2 separate regions of the Sus scrofa genome follow, and region 1 is linked to region 2. The links are chromatin contacts, called in public Hi-C maps. All regions are on one chromosome and are shown on one strand. The core of a region is the stretch at or near the end of the contact, and the rest is flanking DNA. Distances in the headings are between cores, read along the strand shown.

What was found. A called contact is a pair of places that touch in the nucleus more often than the background predicts.
Region 1: a contact with region 2 is called in a Hi-C map of omental adipose tissue, with 1.8 times the contacts expected there. The contact joins two enhancer-like sites. A contact is called at or near these places in 11 of 47 Hi-C or Micro-C datasets (embryonic fibroblasts, fetal skeletal muscle, heart right ventricle and 6 more) and 1 of 2 datasets of contacts at active chromatin or transcription factors (skeletal muscle).

The regions. Positions count from the first base shown.
Region 1 is chr18:46,601,290-46,604,619 of Sscrofa11.1, forward strand. All of the region lies in intron 2 of LOC102164754 (a long non-coding RNA gene), which reads left to right. Among named protein-coding and RNA genes, the nearest start is that of MIR148A, 190 kb to the left of the region's middle. Within about 2 kb of position 1,367, at least 33 of the 83 cell types and tissues checked have an H3K27ac peak or open chromatin away from gene starts, as enhancers often do. A contact at or near this core is called in omental adipose tissue, retroperitoneal adipose tissue and undifferentiated spermatogonia, where this site is marked.
Region 2 is chr18:46,506,286-46,509,800 of Sscrofa11.1, forward strand. No RefSeq gene overlaps it. Among named protein-coding and RNA genes, the nearest start is that of MIR148A, 93 kb to the left of the region's middle. Within about 2 kb of position 1,601, at least 24 of the 83 cell types and tissues checked have an H3K27ac peak or open chromatin away from gene starts, as enhancers often do. A contact at or near this core is called in omental adipose tissue, retroperitoneal adipose tissue and undifferentiated spermatogonia, where this site is marked.

The DNA of each region.
Region 1 (3,330 bases), core at 117-2,616, 95 kb after region 2:
AAAGTCTTTTTATTCCAACTCTTTATCCCATTGAAATTGAACCATACCAGGCTGGTTTAAGGTTAGCCCCAAGGTAACCTGTCATGGGGAAATATTATGACAGTAAACAATTCAAATAAGGTTCTATTCAATGGCCATCACACAGGAGGAAGGAAGCACCACTGCTGACAGCCCAAAGGACCGTTTAATTCTTGCTCGCACGGTGAAGGGCAAATCAGGAAGGACACAGGTGCCTGATGTAATAGATGTTGGAACGTGAGCGAGAACTTGGTGGAATGCAGGGTGGGTGCACACGGCCAGGCCTTCCTCGAGAAGGTGGTGAACAAAGACACTGGTCTTTCCAGCACAGACGAGCCCACGTTCAGAGCCTGGAGCATCGGGCCTTTGATTGAGAAGTGTTTGGGAACCGGTGTTTGTGGTAGGGCCAGAAATGTGAGCATCTCACAACACTGGAGGTGAAGGCCTCGTGAAAAGTCATGAAGGAAGGGACGGGCGTTCAGGCCATCGGATGGTGACGTGGGGCCCCAGGATGGGATCCCTTTTTTACCATCCAGCATCCGGGAGCTCCAGGCCTCTGCTCCCTGGGAGCTACTCCAACAGGCCTTTTCAAGGCAATCCATCCTGAGCAAAAGGCTCCCCGCATCTCCTGATCCAGGACCTGAGGGCCCTTTGAGATGCCCTCAGGATGTTTGAGCTCTGTGTGTCTCTGCCTGCCTGTCCTATCTCTTCAGTTGCTTTCCTCTCTGCTTCAGCCATGCACATGTGCCGCAGTCACAACCAAGGACCTGCAAACCCATTTGGAAATGCTCACTTTACTGCTTCCCGTGACTGCTGCAGTTCTGTCGGTGCCGATGGCCACAGGCTGGCTCCTGAGGTGTCTCCCTGAGGCTGGAGCGCAGGAAGACAATGATCAAATCGGTCTCTCTCTCTCTCAGCATCCTGTCCATCTGCTCCTCTGCAGACACTCTCCGTGCCAAAAAGCTGGCTGATTCTGAACGTCCCCAGGCATCGGGGTCCTGTAGGAGGCACACATGGGAGGTCGGGCATCTGGGTGCCCGAGCCAGGGGCATGGCCGTGTGAGCAGGTTTCAGCCACCCCGGATGGCGGTTCTGCTCCGGACGTGTAGGGAGAAAGAAGCGATCGGAAAGAGAAAGACATCACGGCCCCGGGAGCCTGGAGACAGCTTTATGTACATGTTCTTAGAGGATTTGGCTAAACATTTTGTACGGTTCGTGGGAGCGAGTGCGGGGGGAGCTGTCATCCCCTCCCTGACGGGAAGCAGACGTGTTGCAACACGAGGGCCCGGCCGTGGGGCTTGGCAGCCCTGCTCGCCAGCGCCGCGCAGTTTGGTCCGAAGCGCTATTGCTACAGTTTAGAAGCGGCTCCCTGCCGTGTGGACGGGCTACCAGGGCAAAGCGGCCGACCCCGCACACACACGAGGACAGCCGCGCATCTTCGCAGCTTGCGGCCGAGGCTCTGAGTCCCCGAGTCCCCTCCTGCTCGCATGCAGACTCCGAGGGTGGGGGGAGCTCGGGGGGAGCAGGGGGAGTTCTCCCAGTCAGGCCGGGAGGCCCGGGGACCCCTCCTTTGCAGACTTGGGTCTTTGGTGTGAGCAGCCGTGGCGAGCAGTCTTTGGGGCCCAGCCTTGTTACCTTGCAGGTCTGGCCTCGGGGAAAGCAGAGAACGGGGCCGAAAAATAAAGGGGGAAGTGGTTGCTTGGTGCTGAGTTTGGCTTAGAGCTTTTAGAGCGTCACTGGAGCCTCCAGGCTCCAAGCAGATCTCAGAGGGAGTGAAACCCGCAGGAGCCCCCCCTGCCCCCCCAAGGTTAAGGCTGGGCAGGAAACCGCCAAGGAGGCCACAGAGCTTTTCACACAGCTTGGCCCGGGCAGGCCTTTCAGGGGCCTGGGCCACCTTTCACCACCCATCCCATTTCTTTAGACTCGTTTGAACCAGAGTCCCTGAATGTATTGAGTCAGAACTTCAGTTTTCCCAGAAGCAGAGCCCCCTTCTCACACCCAAGAGCGTGTCCTTGGCTGGCGAGTTATGTACCCTGCGGCCCAGCCAGGCAGGGACACTCTGGGGTTGTTTTTGTGCAGAAACTCCCACTGGGACTGAGGGAATGTGGGGGTTGGAAAAGGAAACTACCAGCAGAGGTTTGGAGGCGAGACGCCCAGACGCTGTTGGGGGACCCCCGCCCCCGCCCCCTTTCTCTATAATCGTCCTAGAAAAACAGGGGTGATGTCGTCATAGCAGCTGCTGATGGCCTGACAGACAGTTTCCGCAGCCCTACATGAGGCCCTTTGGTGTCCCTGTCAGGAGACTGGCAGCTGAATGACACCAATGAGGCCGGGCCCGTATTCCCTCTGGGAACGCAGCCCTAATTGATAGACAGAAGCAAAGAGAAGGATTGTTTTTGAACCTGAAAAGAATCCCCCTTTTTTCTCCCTAAAGCTCTGCCCCCCGCTCTCCACGGCTCTATTTTCCCCTCCCCCGCCCCGACACTTTTTTTTTCCCCCCGAGGTGTTTTGTTCCAGAGCAGTTACAGAGCTTAATGGAACTGAATGACTTTTACCCTTCACAATCTGTCACTCAAAAGCCCGACTCCAGGACTGTTAAACAAAGTCCTTTCAGAGGCAGACAGGAGAGGAATGTGTCCGTCAGGCAACAGACCCCGTTGTGTTTTCATCTGTCAGAGGGGTGACGGGCCGAGCGGTGGGCCCCAGGCAGGGCGAATTCCCAGCAGCCGCTAAGAGGCCCTGACAAATCCAGGTGTGGAGCCAAATGTCACCCAATCACCAGCATTCTTGAGGTGTGGGCTCAGAGCCCCCAAGCACTCGAGTTTGCAATCAACTATGAGATGTTTGGGCAAACTTTCAGCACAGGTTTCACACTAAGCATTTTTAACATAAAACCAACCACTAAGTGCTGGGTATCCCTGCAAAGCATGGCTTTCAAATTAATACACCGCTGAGCTGCGCGCCCCGCAGACAGTAATCCTCTGGCTGAAAGGCCTTCAGGTAGACGCCAATTCCAAACCAATTTTGTAGAGCCACTTGTGTTGTTTTTTTCCTAATACTTTCCTTTCCCATTATATGACAATCCATTAATCTTGCCCATTAACTTAAAATTGCTGGGCAATTTTTTTCTTCTTTTTTTTTTTTTTTTTTTGGAGCGTTCTGAACAGTTGCTTTTGTTCGCTATGGATTCAGAGCTTTACATTAAAAACGTCCACCACGAGACAGACGAACGATCTATTCCTTATGTTTCAGTGACATTTCCTTTAAGAGGGTTCAAAAAAAATAGAGCAGAATGAGAGCGGGATGAAATGAG
Region 2 (3,515 bases), core at 351-2,850:
TCTGTTTTTCTGTTTGGGTTTAACAGGAAGAGAGGGGTTCATGTCGCCCATACTTGAAGGCCAGACTTAGAGCTCATGGTATTTGCACAGGGGAGAAGGGAAGAAAGGAGAAAATACCCAAGTAAAGTAACAAGCCCATTTAGAAGTTGGCGCCCTTTTCATGGGAAACATCATGTTTTCTCCACTTATTTATACAAGCGGGACAATTGTAGTTTCCTTTCCATCATTCTACCCTATAATCTTGCATTTTAGAATTACAGTCAACAGTTAAAAATAGGTCTTAAGCTGGCATTTTTATTTTAAAAAATATTTCTGAAAATAGCCATTACGCCATCACCTTACAAAAAGGCGGATTCATTTGGTTTGTTGCTTGTGCTTTGCTGACTTTTGTTTGGCCAGAAAGTAATGGTTAGGGTGCCCACGTGAACTCACGTCTTCCCTGGCATTCTAATTGTGGGTCATTGCCTAGCTAACGCCATCCTTAGTGTCGGCAGGAGGAGAATCTGTACGTTTTCACCCTTTCGCGTTTCTAGGGATCAGCTTCACAAGCTGTAGGTAGGAAAACGCATCACATCCAGCCGCATAAACGTACGAGAATTGAATAAAATTATATTTTACTTTAGAACTACCAGTTCGGATTTGTTGGTTCAAGTTGGACCATAGGTTTATTTTATGTCATTACTTGCACATCGCCCCGTCCCCCAAGCGAAGTACGATCAGAGAGCATCATACAGAGGCTAAAGAAAAATTTTTAAAAATATATTGAGGGCGCGCTTATTTTTCTTAGGTAGTTAAGAGAGAGGTAGGGAAAGGCAGAGGTAGTTGACAGCAATGTCAACTCAGGTCATTTGGAAGAGAACCTTAAGTTTCTAAGGACAGTCTCACTGATCTCTTTTGCTTTCTGTGCTGCAAAGGGAGCAAGTTGTGTTTAAGCAGAGGTGGGGCCTAGGGGCTCTCCCGGAGCTAGCAGCTCCATTCCCTAAATTCTGTGTCTAAGCCGGGCCAAAGTTGCGAATTTGGCGCCCACGTGCGACGGGACCGCAGCTTTCGGGTGCTGGGCTGGCCCGCGTGGAAAAGGCCCGGGGACTGCGTGGCGGGCGCGCGGGGCACCGGTCCCAGGGGAGAGGGATGCCCAGCTCTCCTTGGAGCTCAGTTCCTGGCGAAAAGGTGGTGGGGGGGGGCGGAGGCAGGAAGCAGTTTGGCCGCCTGTCCCCGCAGCCCAGCCGGCTCGGGAAGTTGAGGCCGGCGGTCCTCCCTGGCCCCTGGCCCCTTCCCCCTGCGCCGCCCCTGCCCGCGCTCCTCTCCCCTTTCAGGGCCTCTTCCGGGCTGAGCCTAGGGAGTCGGTTTCCCCGGTCGAAGTGATTTCGCTCGAGTCGGCCCGGCGCGGTTGTAAATCAATCCCCACCCCCCTGGCCGCCCTCCGGAGCCGGGGCGGGGGCTCCAGGACGCCGGGGGCGCCGGGCCCGGCTCGCGGCCACCCGAGGCCCGCGGCCGCAGCTGGATCGGCCGCCTCGGGCGCGGCGGCGGGGGTTAAAGGCAGTGAATCAATCAATCAGCCCACGCCGCCCTCCCCGAACCCCCGAGCACTGCCCGCTGGGCCTGCTTAGTGTCTCGCCCACCAGCCTGCCTGGGGTCTGGGAGGCCGGTCTGGGCCGCTGCGGGGTCCGGGGGCGCCGCCCGTTCCCACCAGGGGCCAAGGTGGCCTGAAAGCCGCCCCACACCGTTTCCCCCCCCCCACCCCCGGCAACGGAGGCAATTCAGGCCGACGACAACATTGTCGCGACCCTCGTCCCCTCGTTAGCTCATTCCCACCAATCCTCTAGCAGAATAAAGCCCACTCTTCAATCTTTCCCGCGGCTTGAACCCCCAAACTCTGTCATCCCCCAAAGAGCGGCGCGACCGGGGGTAGAGAGGTTAGGCCGTAGAAGACAAGGACCCAAGCCAGTCGCATTATCTCTCTGGGATTCATCTTCTCGTCTGTAAAATCAAAGGGATGTTTTAAGATCTGCATTTTTTCCCCCTATGTAGTTTTGATTGGAGTGGAGAAGCCCGAACCGTTTTGGCTGGATGGGTTTGAGGAAGTTCCCTTTCCCTCCAAGTATATAGTTCCTCCTTCCCCTCTCCCACACCGGAGTTGGCACCGGGGCGTCCCGGAGAGGGGCTCCAGCCGCCAAGGGAGGGACCCTTGAACCTTTGAGAGACTGAGCCCTTAGCCGTGTTCGTTTCGGAGACGCCACCAGGGGGCGATAGAGCCCAAGGATAGAGCCTCAAGGCCCTAGGAGCTCTTTCCAAAAGTTTGTCAAACTTGGAGTTGATTCTTTTTTCTGTTTGTGTGACTTGTAAATGGCGCAGAGCTATTTCTCTTAAGGTTCCATTTGGTCATCAACGCTGGATGCTGTACGAGGTTCATGGGGAATCAAGTACAAAAGCATTAATGAGGAACAGGCTGGCACACCCTCAAGACCCAGCGGCCCCGCAAAATGCAGTGACTGTGCAAAGCGCTAACGCTAACTTTGAACGCAAAACTCGGGTTCTGAGGCCATGCATACTTTAGTGGGCTCGCAGGCTCCGAGCAAGCAATGGAGGCAAAGGCCAAAAGGCATTGAAACAGCGAGGACACACACATCAGGTTCATGTTGGGATAGTGAATGGGGTGGGGGGAGGCTGATGGGGTGGGAGAATACAGAAGAAAGTAGTTGAGAGAGACATTCTCAGGTTGGGAGAGGAGGCGGAGATGGTTTAGGTTAGAGAGTCCCAGTGCAACGACCTTCCTAAGTTCTGGAAAGTTTCTATCTGCGTATGAAAGAGAAGAGCCACCCACACCCCTGCTCTCGCCTCCAAAGGCAGCGTGGATAGTTCTTTCATTTGTTTCCTGCGAAGGTTTTACAATGCGGATTACCCGGGTCTCAGAGGAAACTGGGACGTGTTAGCTGCACACAGCCAAAGGATCTTTAAGACGTGTTAGGCTGAACTATCCTCTTTTCCCATGTGGAAGCCTCTTGGATTGTGTTTTGCTTTCAAAGTCCATAAATGTTTTTATTAAACTATTTCTTTCTTGTGGCCCCTGTGCCTATAACGTACTTGCGGTGTATGTAAACGCTTCCATTTTGGTCCTCCTTTAGGGAAACTTTGTAACTCCGCAGTAAATATTTGCTCTAGGGTAAACGTTGGCAAGCAAGAGCCCAAGTCCAAAATCTGGTTTCACTGCATGTGTTTGTGTGCACGCGTTTATGTTTCAGCAGCGTCTGTGTATGTATCGGAAAGTTTGCGGGAGAGCTTGGTATTTCCATTCCCTTGCTGCACGTGGGGAGGTAATAGTGACAGTAATTAGATGATATTCTAAAACGAACCAATTCTCTCTCAGATTTGTTCTTCCTTGGGTCCTGCCCGTCCCCTTCCCTCCAATCATGTCAAGGAACCTTTCTCACAATGTCCCTCTTTTTTTAGTCTTGAAATTTATTTTTTTATATTATTAAAGTATAGTTGATTTACAATGTTTCACATTCCGTTGTATA